2 separate regions of the Mus musculus genome follow, and region 2 is linked to region 1. A link is a contact called in public promoter capture Hi-C data. All regions are on one chromosome and are shown on one strand. Each heading gives the region's core, a stretch centred on a gene start, on an enhancer-like site or on the middle of the called end of the contact. The rest is flanking DNA. Distances are from core to core; before and after follow the strand shown. Region 1 holds the start of Mtmr7 (myotubularin related protein 7). Region 2 holds the start of Slc7a2 (solute carrier family 7 (cationic amino acid transporter, y+ system), member 2).

Region 1 (2,700 bases), core at 79-2,578:
CTCATCACTCTTGAATAAATTATTTAGTACCACTTAAGACCTGAGAGCCCTGAGCCACGGATCTTGTGGTTTATGGCACTGTCTCCTAAGTTTACAACTTCCTGATTGTAAAGTAACAGTTTCATTCCATGGGGCAACGTCAACACAACTGAAACTCACCGCTGGAACTGACGGTCTCCAGCAGGCTAGAAGACTAATTCTTCCATGAACACAATATTAATGAGGCTTTTACTAAGAGGTATGGGCAACCATCTCTGAATGTAGGGATAAATTCTTGCTGGATAAGGAGCAAAGTAATTAAATATACGTTCCCATGAAATGATAATAGCCCTGGGATCACATGACTTCTGTGCACTCGGATATAATTTTAGTCCAAGTCTGTCTGGGACCTAGATTTTAAATATAAGATGATTCTGAAAAGACTGTGTGGTGGTAACTAAGAGAGAAACAACGGGATTTTTAAAAAGGTCTTCCTTCCCAGAGGTTTTTAAAATCAGACAAGAATCTCTATCATTATTTTAATTCTAAATTATATTGCAACAAAGAGTGGCAAGGTTTGGTACTATGGCTAAGGCTTCCAGTCTTAATTAACTGTATAATCTGGAAATAATCATTTCTGTTGAGCGGCAAACGCCGGTGTGTTTTAACACACACTCACGGGTGAAATCTATACGCAGCATCTTCTTCCCAAGGGGCCAAACAAACGGGAAAGAGAAGAATACGCCATCATTCAGTCATGGCAAATATGTATCCTAGGCTCAGCTGCAGGTCCCTAGCAGCTCCAAAATGGGAAAGGATGCTTCGGGTGAGTCCAATCCTTAGCTTCAACAAGCTTCCAAGTTCATTCAAACCATCTGTCTATAACGCACTTTCTTTGCACCTGCTATTCAAGAGCTTGCTTCCTTTTCAACTGCTCAGAGCTACCAGCACCTTCTTTAAATGAAAATATTTAAAGAAAAACCGTTTATCAGCACCCTGTTACTCAACAGACAAATGGGGTCCATTCCCTCCTGCCCACCCCTGCGTCCACTGCGCACCACCTCACCCCCAAGGACAAGAGATTAGCGCCAGCTAGGCCTGTGAGCTAGCAAGAGAAAGACCGGCCTCGCAGTGCTCTGGGAGATGCTAGGGCGCCGCCAGCTCCTCCCTCGTTCGCGGTCCAGCTCCCGGCCGGGCAGCCCCGTGCGCTTAGCATCCCTCCTCCTTCTCTGCCTCCTCCGCCCGGGCCACCAACCTTGGGCGTGCGGATGTGCTCCATGGCGGGCCCGCGTCTGCAGGGTCCCCGGCGGGCGCGGCCTCACGCACCTGCGCGCGCGCGTGCGGCGCAATGGGAAGGGCGGGGAGGGGGCTTCGGCGGCCGCGGGCGTGGGCGGGTCCCGGCCTTGGCTCCTCCTCCAGGTGCGCCGGTGGTGCTGGGCGCCTGCGCGGGCCTGAGATCGCGGCTCTGCGCCTGCTCGCACCTGCGGGTCTCACCCTTGGACTTTGCTCTCCTTTCCGCTCCCTCTCTCTGGTGGAGGCTCTCACTGCCCAAGTCACTAGGTATTTTTCCAGATGGGGATCTTCAAGCTGGCTGCGGTGGCGCTTGCCTGTAATCCCAGCCACTCAGGAGGCTGAGGCAGGAAGATCATTTGGGTCCAGCAGCTTGGAACAGTAAAAGAGACATAAAGATACCCCCCATATTTTCTTTTTTTAAAAAAAGAAAAATCAAAACCCAAAGAGAGTCAGGCAGCATAAAACGGTAATACTGTGGCACCACTGTTTCCTAAGGCACAAAGAGGGCCTTGTGTTGGGTGTGGTTTCTTGGAGAGATGCGAATGAATCTGTGAAGCTTTATACCCTCATTGGCTGCCTTCCAGAGCATCCGAAGATAGGTGGAACTTCAGAATGTGGTAGGGGGAAAAAATGACTGCACCCTGATGCAGTATGCATAGTCTACTGGGTTCTGGATGTATTCTGGCACAGGCTCAGTCAGCAGAGTCTTTGGGGTGAAAGTGAGAGTAATACCAATGTTGTTTGTGCCCTAGTACTAAGGTTGCTGTCAAGTCAGACATCTCACATAACCATGTGACTTCACTGATGGAATCTTGATAGAGATGTGAAAACCCCAGATCCTGTGTTAGGTACATATCGGCTGTCTTTTCCTAGCTGTAACTAAACGACAGCTAGAGACACAAAGTATCCACTATGAGGTCCCTTTAAGGCACCAAGGGAATCCAGAGACTAAAAACACCCTCTGCCATACTGAAGTTTCATAGAACAGTTCTTGGAGTAGTATTTGTTTCGTTGTTTTCCTGGCCCTTGTTTATGACATTGTTGTAAATTCTTTGACCTTACACATTGTTTTTGATTTTGTTTTTTTTTTTAATCTCCTGTTCAATACCGGCATATTGCAACCTTCAAAATATGTTTTCATTAATGTCGAATTCATTTTAAAATTGTCACATCCCCTTTGCACGTTTTGGACCATATTCATACTCCTACCACCCGAGAGGGTAGATTGGAACAAGCTATAAAACATCACTTGTAAATGACAAGAATAAGTCAAAGTGTAATTTTCCCTTTTGTAAAGAACATCAGGGGTAGTCAAAGAAAGTCCCGCTTTAGTCAGTAGTACTTTCTGGTCTCGATTCAAACCAGCTCCAGTATCCTTATTTATAGACTGAAAACATCATTTCCTGTCTATATGACCTCATCTCCAAA
Region 2 (2,700 bases), core at 166-2,665, 230 kb after region 1:
CATTATGAACTAACCAGTACCCCGGAGCTCTTGACTCTTGCTGCATATGTATCAAAAGATGGCCTAGTCGGCCATCACTGGAAAGAGAGGCCCATTGGACACACAAACTTTATATGCCCCAGAACAGGGGAACGCCAGGGCCAAAAAGGGGGAGTGGGCGGGTAGGGGAGTGGGGGTGGGTGGGTATGGGGGACTTTTGGTATAGCATTGGAAATGTAAATGAGCTAAATACCTAATAAAAAATGGAAAGAAAAAAAAAAGAACCAAAAAAAAAAAGGAGTTAGCATAGAGAAATCATGATAAAATGTAAGAGGTGAATGCTGATGGTCTTAATTGATTACTACATGTATTCTATCAGTTCCCTCACAGTAGCTATGCTCTATAGACCTGGACTCATCCCGGAGAACAATGGACAACTTCACTGGATACGCAACCTCTGAAGATGGCAACAGATATTGTGTACATGTGCCATTTCTGGAGCAAGCCCCTTGTTATTCAGCAAAATTCCTTAGAAAGTCCTACTTTAAAGAAGAACGATCAGAGGATCTCATTAAACCTAGGTACTGCGTCACATGAATGAGCACTTGGCTAGTCTTACTAGTAGGATTGAATAAAAGGCCCTTTTACCACAATATGAAGCCAGAAAAGATAGCCCTTCCTACCAAGCCACAATAACATACAATGATATTCAATTCTGTGCCAGGGCTCCGATTCATTTTTGTGTTAAAATCAAGAGTTTCACATTGTGACTTTAATCTTATCAGAGACTTCTAAAGCAAATAGCACAGAATGAAAAACCTCGATTGTGTAACTTCTGTTTTTGCTGGCTATGAAATACCAAGTATCCGTTTCTTTAAAAACCCACTTCCAAATAACCATGACTATGACCTGCCTATTCACGAGTCTGGAATCTTCAAGTTTTGATTTCATTACAGAACGTGATACTTTTTAACAAAGCTCATCTATCTGGGCTTCTAGTTTATTATGATCATATACTACTATTTTTATGTTCCCAATTCTCAATGAGAGAGGGAGAGAAAGAGGGAGGGAGGGAGAGAGGGAAGAAGAGGAAAAGAATCCTGCTTAGAAGAAACCTCAGAAATGTCCCCCACCCCACCCCCAGATTGGGTTCTGCCAAGGAAAAGGGGCATTTCCCCTCTGCCAAACCCTGCGTCTCCGACCCACGCCCACCCACCCCAGCGGGCAAGCGTGTAATCCACGTGCGCGCGCGCCCTGATCCTGACCCTGACCTTTCAGAAGCTTGGAGTTAGACACCGCCTTCCTGGAGTCTCTGCGCGCCCGCCCGCCGAGCCGTGACAAACGCTCCAGGCGAGGGTCGCGAGCACGAGGGAGGGGCGGGACGGCCCCCGCCCCTCGCTGCCCCGCCCCACTCCGCCCCGCCCCTCCGCCTCTACTCAGAGGGGTGCCCACGTGCCCAGCCCGCCTTCTGCAAGCTCGGCGGCGGGAGCTTCTGTCTGCGCGGACCTGGAAAGGCTGCTGCTGCTGCTCGTCCAACCTTCGCGAGCTTGGAATCCGCAGAGCGCTGCAGCCTCTCGCTCGCCCGTGCCTGTTCCCGTCCCCGTCGCGCGGCCAGGGCACTGCCCCAGTAAGTTGCGGGTAGAGCGCGGGGGCCCCCCGAAGGGAAGCGAGCGGTGGAGCGCGGGCGTTCAGGCCGCGTCCAGCTGCTTGCAGCTGCCCGGAGGCCTCGCTCCAGCGACTGCTGAGCGGAGCGTCGGGGGCACTGGGGACGGGGACTGCCGCTCAGGACCCTGGGTCTCCGGCCTGCACCCGGGGCTACTACCCTCCTCCTCTTGTCGGTCCCCGGTGCCGCTGGCTGACTCTCACTCGAGGCGTGCAGATCCCGCAACGGCCACGCGGGTCGCAGAACTTGGACATAGGGACTGGGACTCCCCGAGTGTTCCTAGTCACTAGAGTTCTGGGAGACCCTGGGTATCTCTCTCTGGAAGGGTAGCCCGCCTCCACACCCTGCAGGAGGAGTGGTCCCCCAAGTCGTCTTTCACTCCCTTGGGGTTCTTGGTTTAAATTTGGAACAAGACTTGGATCGCCACGAAGCCTTTTCCCATCTTGCTGTGGATTGGGTAAGTCAGGTAAAATGACCTCCCCTGGGGGAGTCTCTATGGGTGTTTTAAAGTAAATAAGTGCAGTACTAAGCACTTGAGTTGTTCTGTGTGCCTTTTAATACCGTTTCACGAAGTCTTCAGCCTTGAGTACCTTAAAACCTTCGTTTCAGATAGTGGATTCGACTAGTCTGCACCGCCTTCAGTTGTCCCATATGTGCAGTGTAAGGTAATCCTATAATTATTTCAAAGAAATAGGTGCTATAAAAGTCATAGATGACTCTCAAACTAAAAACTGCCTAGATGCCAGAAGTAGAGTTAATCCAATACAAACTTTAAACTATGAAAAACTGTCTTCAACGCCATTTAGGTAATGACTTCCTTGGGACTACAGTATTAGATCCATGTGGGTCCGTTCTTCGCTAGAATGGAGCAGACTCTACGACTTGGGCTGTGTAGTTAAGTGTGTCTGCCCTGAAACTTCGTTCTTGCCTGAGGCATGCTTTTGAAATGTGTTTTTCTTTTCTGCCTCCATATTAATATTTGTATTCTTGGTAAAGAGCAATACTTTGTTGTCTCTGGCTAGGAGCTGTACTGTTGGAGAACGTTCTATTTTATTTAT

Evidence for each region. Capture Hi-C pulls out chosen DNA fragments and counts their contacts.
Region 2: a contact with region 1 is called in a promoter capture Hi-C map of pancreatic islet. The contact joins the promoter of Slc7a2 here to the promoter of Mtmr7 in region 1. A contact is called at or near these places in 13 of 39 promoter capture datasets (the 3T3-L1 cell line, 3T3-L1-derived adipocytes, the HPC-7 cell line and 8 more), 9 of 484 Hi-C or Micro-C datasets (cerebral cortex, cortical neurons, embryonic stem cells and 3 more), 13 of 115 datasets of contacts at active chromatin or transcription factors (a beta-TC-6 cell line, bone marrow-derived macrophages, craniofacial prominence and 6 more) and 4 of 9 other capture datasets (adipose tissue, embryonic stem cells, macrophages and 1 more).

Annotation. Positions count from the first base shown.
Region 1 is chr8:40,633,464-40,636,163 of GRCm38.p6, forward strand. Mtmr7 (myotubularin related protein 7) reads right to left here and starts at 1,329. Exons shown (of 14, transcript NM_001040699.1): 1 at 1,235-1,329. The coding sequence starts at 1,258.
Region 2 is chr8:40,860,952-40,863,651 of GRCm38.p6, forward strand. It overlaps Slc7a2 (solute carrier family 7 (cationic amino acid transporter, y+ system), member 2), which reads left to right and starts at 1,416. Exons shown (of 12, transcript NM_007514.3): 1 at 1,416-1,606.